3 separate regions of the Mus musculus genome follow, and regions 1 and 2 are each linked to region 3. A link is a contact called in public HiChIP or PLAC-seq data. All regions are on one chromosome and are shown on one strand. Each heading gives the region's core, a stretch centred on a gene start, on an enhancer-like site or on the middle of the called end of the contact. The rest is flanking DNA. Distances are from core to core; before and after follow the strand shown. Region 1 holds the start of Ptms (parathymosin). Region 2 holds the start of Pianp (PILR alpha associated neural protein). Region 3 holds the start of Slc2a3 (solute carrier family 2 (facilitated glucose transporter), member 3).

The links. HiChIP or PLAC-seq counts read pairs in DNA pulled down with a chosen protein or histone mark.
Region 1: a contact with region 3 is called in an H3K4me3 HiChIP or PLAC-seq map of stem cell-derived neural progenitor cells, with 4 times the contacts expected there. The contact joins the promoter of Ptms here to the promoter of Slc2a3 in region 3. A contact is called at or near these places in 4 of 115 datasets of contacts at active chromatin or transcription factors (embryonic stem cells, extraembryonic endoderm stem cells and stem cell-derived neural progenitor cells) and 2 of 9 other capture datasets (adipose tissue and embryonic stem cells).
Region 2: an H3K27ac HiChIP or PLAC-seq map of embryonic stem cells shows a contact between it and region 3, with 14 times the contacts expected there. The contact joins the promoter of Pianp here to the promoter of Slc2a3 in region 3. A contact is called at or near these places in 1 of 484 Hi-C or Micro-C datasets (embryonic stem cells) and 2 of 115 datasets of contacts at active chromatin or transcription factors (both in embryonic stem cells).

What each region holds. Positions count from the first base shown.
Region 1 is chr6:124,916,608-124,919,307 of GRCm38.p6, reverse strand. It overlaps Ptms (parathymosin), which reads left to right and starts at 1,362. Exons shown (of 5, transcript NM_026988.2): 1 at 1,362-1,748. The coding sequence starts at 1,704. It overlaps A230083G16Rik (RIKEN cDNA A230083G16 gene), which reads right to left and starts at 2,445. Exons shown (of 2, transcript NR_152158.1): 1 at 2,126-2,445.
Region 2 is chr6:124,995,336-124,998,035 of GRCm38.p6, reverse strand. It overlaps Pianp (PILR alpha associated neural protein), which reads right to left and starts at 1,316. Exons shown (of 6, transcript NM_175696.4): 1 at 1,097-1,316. It also overlaps a transcript of Cops7a not described here.
Region 3 is chr6:122,741,352-122,744,157 of GRCm38.p6, reverse strand. It overlaps Slc2a3 (solute carrier family 2 (facilitated glucose transporter), member 3), which reads left to right and starts at 1,413. Exons shown (of 10, transcript NM_011401.4): 1 at 1,413-1,782. The coding sequence starts at 1,768.

The sequences.
Region 1 (2,700 bases), core at 113-2,612, 2.2 Mb before region 3:
CCAACAATGGCTTCCCTTTTTTTCTAATTGGGGGGGGGGGTCGGGAAGGGGCAAGATGTATTGCTCAGGATGCCCTCAAACTAATGGCAATCCTCCTGCCTCAGCTTCCCAAGTGCTGAATAGGTCATCTGGCTAAAGGTGATGTTTTTTATTAAGGAAATAAAAATGATTAGGAAAAGGTGAGGGGTAATAATGACAGATCACACACACACACACACACACACACACACACACACACACACACACACCCCAAAGACAATCTTTTCCCAAAGCCCAGCCTTCTTCTTCATCCACCGTTCGGGCCTCAGACTGACAGGCCAGCCCGTCTCTTTCTGAATCTTAGGGTTCTCAAAAAATTATCTAAAGATTCTGAACCTAGGGGTGAGGCGCTGAGGACAAGGAACCCCGTATCTGGGCCCGTGTGTGCAAAGGACAATTGAATTCAGAAAGACTGGGGGGAAGACAGAGAAGAGCTACGAGAGGGAAAATGTACAAGGACAATCGGAAAGAGTTGAAAATTAGCTAAGTTTATAGGGCCAGGTGATAATCAGGTAAGAAAACAGTGTTATCTGGAGCAAAGTAAATTGAGACATAAGAGATGTAGATGGTTGTAAGGGAGGGGTCTCGGTCTATATGAATGAAGAGGTGAAGAGAAACACAAGAACCAGGCAATTAAGTGAGGTGAGACAGGTAAGAGGAGAGAAGAATAAAGAGGCAGACGAGAACATCAGAGGGCCCCTCACATCCCCCGAAACAGACTGGAAGGAACCCGACAAGGACCACAAATGTCAAGTCCAGCCGAGAGGCCCAGGCTGTCCTTTGTACTCTCACTTTCCTCCTCAAGGCCACCTAGAGAAGGCGGACAGGAGCGAGAAATGGAAGTGGCTCTGCAGCCTTCTTCCTCTCCTTTCAGCTTTTGGTTTCTCAAATACCTGCCCAGCCTCTACATCTACAGCCCCACTCCCTGCACCCCCACTTTAGCAAAATCCCAGGGCTAAAAGGAGGAGGTCAGCAGGAGTCTGGCCAGTCCGCCCCCAGGAGCCAGACTCCAGCTTGCAGGCAGTAGGCTGGCATTTGGAGCGGTGTCTCCCCGCAGGAACCCCACCCCTTCCCACCTCCTCGCCCCACTCCGCTCGCTCCCGAACCGTCAGTCTCTCCATTCCCCCGCCCGGTCTCGTCCTTCCTCCTGTCCCGCTCGCTCTCCCGCCCTTCGCTTTCATCCTCCTATCCCCACCTCTCCAACCTCCTCTTTCATCCCCCTCCCCTCTCCTCTCCTCCCCGCTCTCGCCTGCCCCACCCCTGGGAAGCCCCTCCCGTCGGGCAGCGCCGCCTTAAAAGCGGGTTCCCTTCCCGGGGGCGGCAGCGGCTGGTCGGCGGCAGCTCTGCTGGTGCGGGGGCGGCGAGCAAGACCGAGCGACCGCGACCGGAGCGCGCCGGCCACCGCCCGCATCGTCCTCCCGCCTGCCCGCCCGCCCGCCCTCCGGACGGCCGCAGCCCTGCGGGTCTCTGCTCGGGACCCACCCCCGCCCCACCCCGCGCGCCTCTGCCGCCTCTTGCAGCGAGCCAGCTTGCCGAGCGGCCGTCGCTGCCGCTGCCGCCGCCGCCACCGCGCCAAGTTCCGGCCGCGGCCACCCTCCGCCGTCCAGGGCTCCTCCGCCTCGGCCCCGGGACCCCGGCTCCCTGCCAGCCCCGGCCCCGGCACCATGTCGGAGAAGAGCGTGGAGGCAGCGGCCGAGCTGAGTGCCAAGGTACGGGCAGGGGCGGCGGCGGCGCGGCACCCGGGCGGCCCCGGGATCGGCGCGGTCCTTCGCGCCCGGTCGCCCCCGACGGCCCCGAGCGGCCCTGGCGCCCGGTCCCCGCGGACCCCGCTGCGCCCTCCCCCCGCTCGGAGCCCGGCGCTGCCTATCCCGCTCGGCACCACCGGCGCCCTCTAGCGGCCCAGCGCGCCGTGGCTCGGGCCTCACCGCCCGGCCTGCGCCCGGCCCCGCCATCCCCACCCCTCTCGTGCCCTGCCTGCCGCGCCCGCCTCTGCCCGGTCCGCCTTCTCGTCGGAGAGCGGCGCCTCTAGCTTCCCGGGCCCCATGTCCGAGCCGAGCCCCCAGGTCTCTTGCCACTATGACCTCACCTTTCCTCTGCTAAGCGGTTTGGGATCCTCAAGTGTAAACAGGACTCTCCCGGGAGGCTACTCCTCGGCTCCTCCCCTTGCCGCCCGACCGTCTGTCCTCGTCCCTGAAGGGCTGCTCCTCTCCACCCCCCCTTTTTAATTTTTAAAAAAATTTTTTGCCCATCTTCATTTGTTCTTCCTCTACTACCGATTTCCATTTTTTTTCCATTATCGCCTCCCCTCATGTTGAATTTCTAAAAATCAGAAAGACGGAGAAACGAGCCTTCGAAAAAGCTGGAGCTCAGCATCGCCTGACCATACGTCAAGCTATCTTTGCTCTCAGCAGCTGCCTTTCCCGGCCTCATCCCTTTGCCCTTGTCTCTCTTTCAGCCTTCCTCTAATTTCCCCAGGGAAACTGCGGAGTGCCGCTTAGGGAAATTAATGCGGCCAGGCTTGGGGGCTGGGAGCCCAGTCTTTTTTTTTTGGGGGGGGGGGCGCAGTATAGTTCTCGAGGTCCAAGTGGAAGGAGGGAGCTGATAGGATGAAAGGCAGTGGGAAGAGGGGACATGTGAGATCTGATAAGGTGTGCCTGTGTG
Region 2 (2,700 bases), core at 67-2,566, 2.3 Mb before region 3:
AAGACGGACAGACAGCAGCTGGGAAGGGAGGAGATGGGGAGGAAAGAGGGGCTACAGGAGATTGGCCAAGGATGCTGAAGAGAGAAGACGGCAGGGAGGGAAAAGAAAACAGGCATCAGGCAGGAGGATGGAGGGGTCTGGTCAGGGCAGAAGCAAAGAGAGTGGAAGAGAAAAGGACGGTGGAGATCAGAGACGGGGAGAGAGTCATTGAGACAGATTAGAACACGGTGTTGAAGGCAAAATCAAAAAAGGAAGGGACGGGGACCGGAGGTGGGGGGTGGACAGAACAGCAAAGATGGAGGAGTTAGGAATTGTTTCTTGAAATTGAAAGAGATATGGAGACAGAGCTGGAGGCCAGGTGAAAGAGAAGGGAAAGGAAAGAGGCCGGGGGGCTTAGTGGGAGGAGGTTAGAAACGGGAGGAAAGAAATGGTAGCCGAACCAGTGGAGCGAATAAGGACTCGGCGACACCAGTGGCCCGCTACTCCAGGGCATACCTGCCCCTTCGTTGGCTACAACCCACCACCACCACCAATGTCAACTCCAGCCCCTTCACACACCCCGTACCCCTCTGTCACCCCCTCCAGGAAGTCCGCAGTCCCCAAGCTGGTGCGCCACCCCACCCCCTTCGCGCTCCTCACCGACCTGTTGTGCGCAGAAGACGAACTGGGGGTGGGGTGGGGGAACCGGGCCCCATCTCTAGCAGAGCCCCCCAATCCCGCCAATCCCACAGGCCTGCGCTCCCTGGATAGGGTTGGAAAGCGGTGCGAACCGGGAAAAATAAGGAAACGATCGGCCAAGGGATTTGGAGGGAGCACCCAGAGCGGAAAGGGGACCTGAGGCAGGAGGATGCCCGAAGCTGCAGGATGAGCTAAAGGCGGGATGGTGGCAGGCGCGGAGACGTTGACTGCTGCACCAAGAGGGTAGGATGGAGTCAGGACAGCGGAGGGATGGAGGGCACTGTGGAAAGGAGCTCTGGGAGACTGGAGGCGGCTGGAGACCGCGCCAGGAGGGGCGGGGGGCGAAGGACGCGGAGCTGGCACTGGGAGGGCAGAGTCTGCTCCCTACGGGTAGGGGCTTTGGGTCCCCCTCGCTCACCTGCATGCCTGGTGTGGCGGCGCGACGACTGCAGGCGCTCGGAGCTACGCGGGGCTGGGGGGTCGCAGAAACGGGTGGGGCGCCGGGCATGGTCGGGAGGTTTGGCTGGCAGCGAGGAGCTGGAGCCGGAGGGGGGCGGGCGCCCGGGGCGCGGGGCGGCGGCGGCGGCGGCGGCGGCGGGAGACGCTCGCTTCGGCTGGGCTCGGCTGGGCTCGGCCGGGCTCGGCTGGGTTCGGCGGGCGACTAGGACCACTTGGTCTCCGCCTCTCCTTCTCACGTCTGTAGGCCACGCACGACTTAACCCTTCGTTTGCTACGCTGCGAGCTCAGCTTTTGTCCAGGTGCAAGGTTGGGAAGAGGAGCAGGGATGGAGGGGGTTGGGGGGACGCAACCTCCTTTGGGTAGTGATGGTAAGCTTCCCCTCTACCTAAGCGCAGCTTCACAGACCTCATGATTTCTGACCCCCAAGCAGTCTGAGATTCTGAGTCATCCATACATTTGAGTCCCCAACTCTGGCAAAGGTGGAAAGGCAGCTCAAGACCGTGGGTGAGAGGACCAAAGAGGGGTGGGAGAGAAGACTGCATACGCAAATTGGAGTGCCCCCAGCAGATTAATTCCTCATTTCACTATGATCCTTCTTATAATTCATTCTCCCTGAAGCAACCCAAACAGTCCTTAAATGGTTCAAGACCATTTGCTATACTTAGCTTTTCCGAGACTCAGAATATCCAACACTCACTATGGCTCACAAGGAGGCCCCCGTAGATTCCTGCCTCTGGGTATCTCCAGCTTTCTTTCCTAAGGATTTCTTCGGCACAGCCTTAGTGCAGTTGGGGAATATTCCTAGACCAGAGGCACTAGAAGCCTGCCTCGGGGCTTTGCACCCTGCTGTTCCCTCTAGAAGTTTCTCCTTGTCTGTTCCCAAATGGTCTACACGGGCTCACTTAGATTCAGGCTTCTGAGTGCCCTTTTCTAATCTCTTAAAACTCCCTTGACCTGGGCCGTGGAGATGGCTCAGGGGACAAAGGTGCTTGCCACCAAGCCTGACTACCTGGGTTCTATCCCCAGGACCCACATGGTGGAAGGAAAGTTGTCACCAGACCCCTGAACAAGTGGTGTGACACATACACTAATTAGATGTAATAAAGAGAATTCTGGGGCTGGGGAGATGGCTTAGTGGTTAAGAGCACTGACTACTATGCTTCCAAAGGTCCTGAGTTCAAATCCCAGCAACCACATGGTGGCTCACAACCATCAGTAACGAGATCTGACTCCCTCTTCTGGAGTGTCTAAAGACAGCTACAGTGTACTTACATATAATAAATAAATAAATCTTTTTTAAAATTCCTTTGACCCTACCCATTCATACCTAACCCTTCTCCCTGCATGACCCCCCCCAACCCTGCGCCCCAAACTTCTAGGAAACCACACTTTCCTGGCTCCCCTCCAACCCTCTGGCTGTTCTTTACTGTCTTCCTCGGTTCTGACCTCGACATGTTGGCGCTCCTAGGGCTTAGTCCTTGGCCTTCTTTTCTTTCCACATTCTTTGTCCAGTGATCTCATCCAGTCCCAGGGCTTAAACACTCTGTAAATGTCAGTGAGTCC
Region 3 (2,806 bases), core at 164-2,663:
GGGCCACACAGAGAAACCCTGTTTCCAAAACAAAACAAAACAAAACAACAAAAAGAGGACAACTTTGTGGACTTGGTTTTCTCCTGACACCATGTGTGGGTCGTGGGGATGAAACTCAGGTCTCCAGACTTGGCAGCAAGTGCCTTTACCTGCTAAGCCATCTTGACAACCTTCATTATTTCTAATGTGGCTACAGGAAAATGGAATGTTGCACCAAGTGGCTTGGATTCTCTTTCTACTGGCAGGCACTGGCCTTTGGGCTTTACTATTTCTTTAGCTGCTAGATTCAGTTGCTGTGGTAATTAAACGGCGCTTCCGACTCAGTGCTTCTAGGAAAGAAAAATGACGAGAGCAAGGGGGTGCAACCTCGGGGATGATTTTCTTGCGCGGTCCGGTTCACTCCACCTCAGTTTTCTCAGCAAGCATCCGATTTGGCAAAGACCCTCCTTTAAGGAGAAAGGGACCAGGTTTGCTTCAGTTCAGTCCATCAGTCTAGATCTCTGCCCAGAAAGCTAGGGACTGAAGATGCCTTTCCTTCCTCGAGCCTATACCAAATCACTCTTCAGGGGAGGGGTCGCCTTCCCTCCCCCGCACCGGGAGTCAGAGCCTAGAGCCTCAGTGTCACACGTTTATCACGTGCTCAGCTGCTTCACTCTGGAGCTCACCTGAAATGTGCCTGCCTCCTGCAGGCCATCGCAGGCCTCTCTGTAAGCTCTCCTTTCGCGTACCCAACTTTTTAGGTTTCTTTCAGTGTGGTAGTGAAGTACTTGTCTCAAGTTTGTCTTTCGAGAGACACACAATCCCTAGGTAATAGTATGTTAGCAAACGTTTCTTATATGAGAATCAGTTACCCTAGACTGATTGTTCTGGGGGTTTAACCTAGAGCCGCGGCAAGTGCTATACCACTGCGAGACACCTCCACCCCAGCTCTTAATTTTTTCTTCCCGCTTGAGAGCTATGCACTCAGCAAAAATCTGTAAGTTGAATTAGATATTTGTTGTGTTTCTAGATGCTGTTAATCTCAAAACAGAGCTGAGAGAGGCAGAATTCACAATGGGTGGGGTGGCGTATGCTGTGGTGAGGAATTGGGGCTGTGTACTTCACTTGATCCTTCTTGGAGCCTCAAGTCAAGAAGGCTGCCTTCACACCTGGATGCGTTTTCTTGGACTGCCTCGCCTTTCCCTCCTTCAAGGCGAGTACACCCAGCCTATAATGAAAACGCATTATCAATTCTCTGCTTCCTGCTCCTTGGATGACTTTCAACTAAAAGCAGCACTGACTCTACTCTGCGTTTAGACTGATTCCATCCCGACTGCCTTCAAATTTGCCCGCCCTCCAAACTTTGTTTTAGTATTTTTTTCTGTGAAACAAAAAGGCTGTCGGCTCTTGAAAAGGGGAAGGAATTTGGAAGCGCTTTGAGGGGAAAAAAAAAAGAACCACGAGGAGGATGTGGTAAAAAGCAGGAGGGGGTGGGTGATGGTGGTTGATTGCAAAGGACAGGGGCTGGGGGTGGAGCGGTGAAGATCAGATAAGAGGTCACTGAATTCCTGGGGTCACAGGTTAAGGATTGGGGGGTGGGAGGTTGAAGGCTCCACCCCTTGCAGAGATTATAAATAGGTAGGCTGGGCTTCGGGCTGTGATGCTTTCGGTGATAGTCCTTAAGCCTTCTGAGAGCGGCTTCTGTAGGACCCGAGGAACACTTGCTGCCGAGAACATTGGCTGGATACCTCTAGATCTACCTTAAGACTTGAGAACTAGGTTGGGACCATGGGGACAACGAAGGTAAGAGCTGGTTGTTTTTATTTGCTTGTTTGGGGTCCTCACGGAGGTAGGTCGTGGTGCGGATCGCCGTGCTCCGGTTTCTCCTAAGTCACCGAGCCATCCGGACGGAGGCCTTTTCTTATCAGCTCCAGCAAGCAATTCGATACTAGTGTTAGCGTTCTAGGCATCTCCTACCTGACGAGGATCCTCTCGGACACCTTCTTAGCACGTGAAAGTCACCTCAGAAGCTGTTTGCCTCTCGGGTGTGTTTGAGGTAGCTGTGATGAGAGCGAAGAGGGTAGGACTTGGCCGCGGGGGTCTCGGAGCCAGCTGGAAGGCTTGGGAAAGGCTTAGACCTTGAGAGGACGTGGGGTTGGCTTGGGTTTGCTGTTCAGCATCCCGCTATCGGTCCTTGGGTTCCCGGTACTGTGGGGAGGGAAGTCCAGTTGTCCTTACTATGGTTGTGAGTGCAGGATGTATCGGAGTTAGTGTGGGCGGAGGGAGGAAGGCAGTATTTGTAAGGAAAAGGGCATTTCCACGAAGATTAACTTGGAAATTAAGTAAATTAAGAGACCGTGAAAAAAAAATCAGGATAAAAGAGGGGATGTCTGTAAAGAGGGTTTTACAACAAGGAAAGGGCCTTCGCCTGGAAGGGACAGCACTTAACCACCGAGAGACTGGGAGGCTGCCGGGAAGGTCAGCTCGCTGCTAGACGCTCCCAGCCTGCCACCGGGAGTGACCTTAAGAGGAACTTAAGGACAGGTGAAGAGGTTGTAGCAGGCCAAATAGGTCGGCCTCAGACTCCAGTTTTGAGATGTCCCTGCCTGCTTGAGTGATTTCCCAGCAAGGTGAGGAGATGTCTGCCTGATCCCCCCTTGCTAAAAATGGCTCCTAATAATGTGTTTAAAATGAGCAGAGGCTCTGGCCAGCTGGGCGGAGAATGGTACCATATTTAGAGAACAGGAAGACTCTCAAGAGGGCCCAGGATGTTGCTGGTGGGTTGGGTAGTCTAGAGATAAGAAAAATAAAAATCTGAGCATAGCAC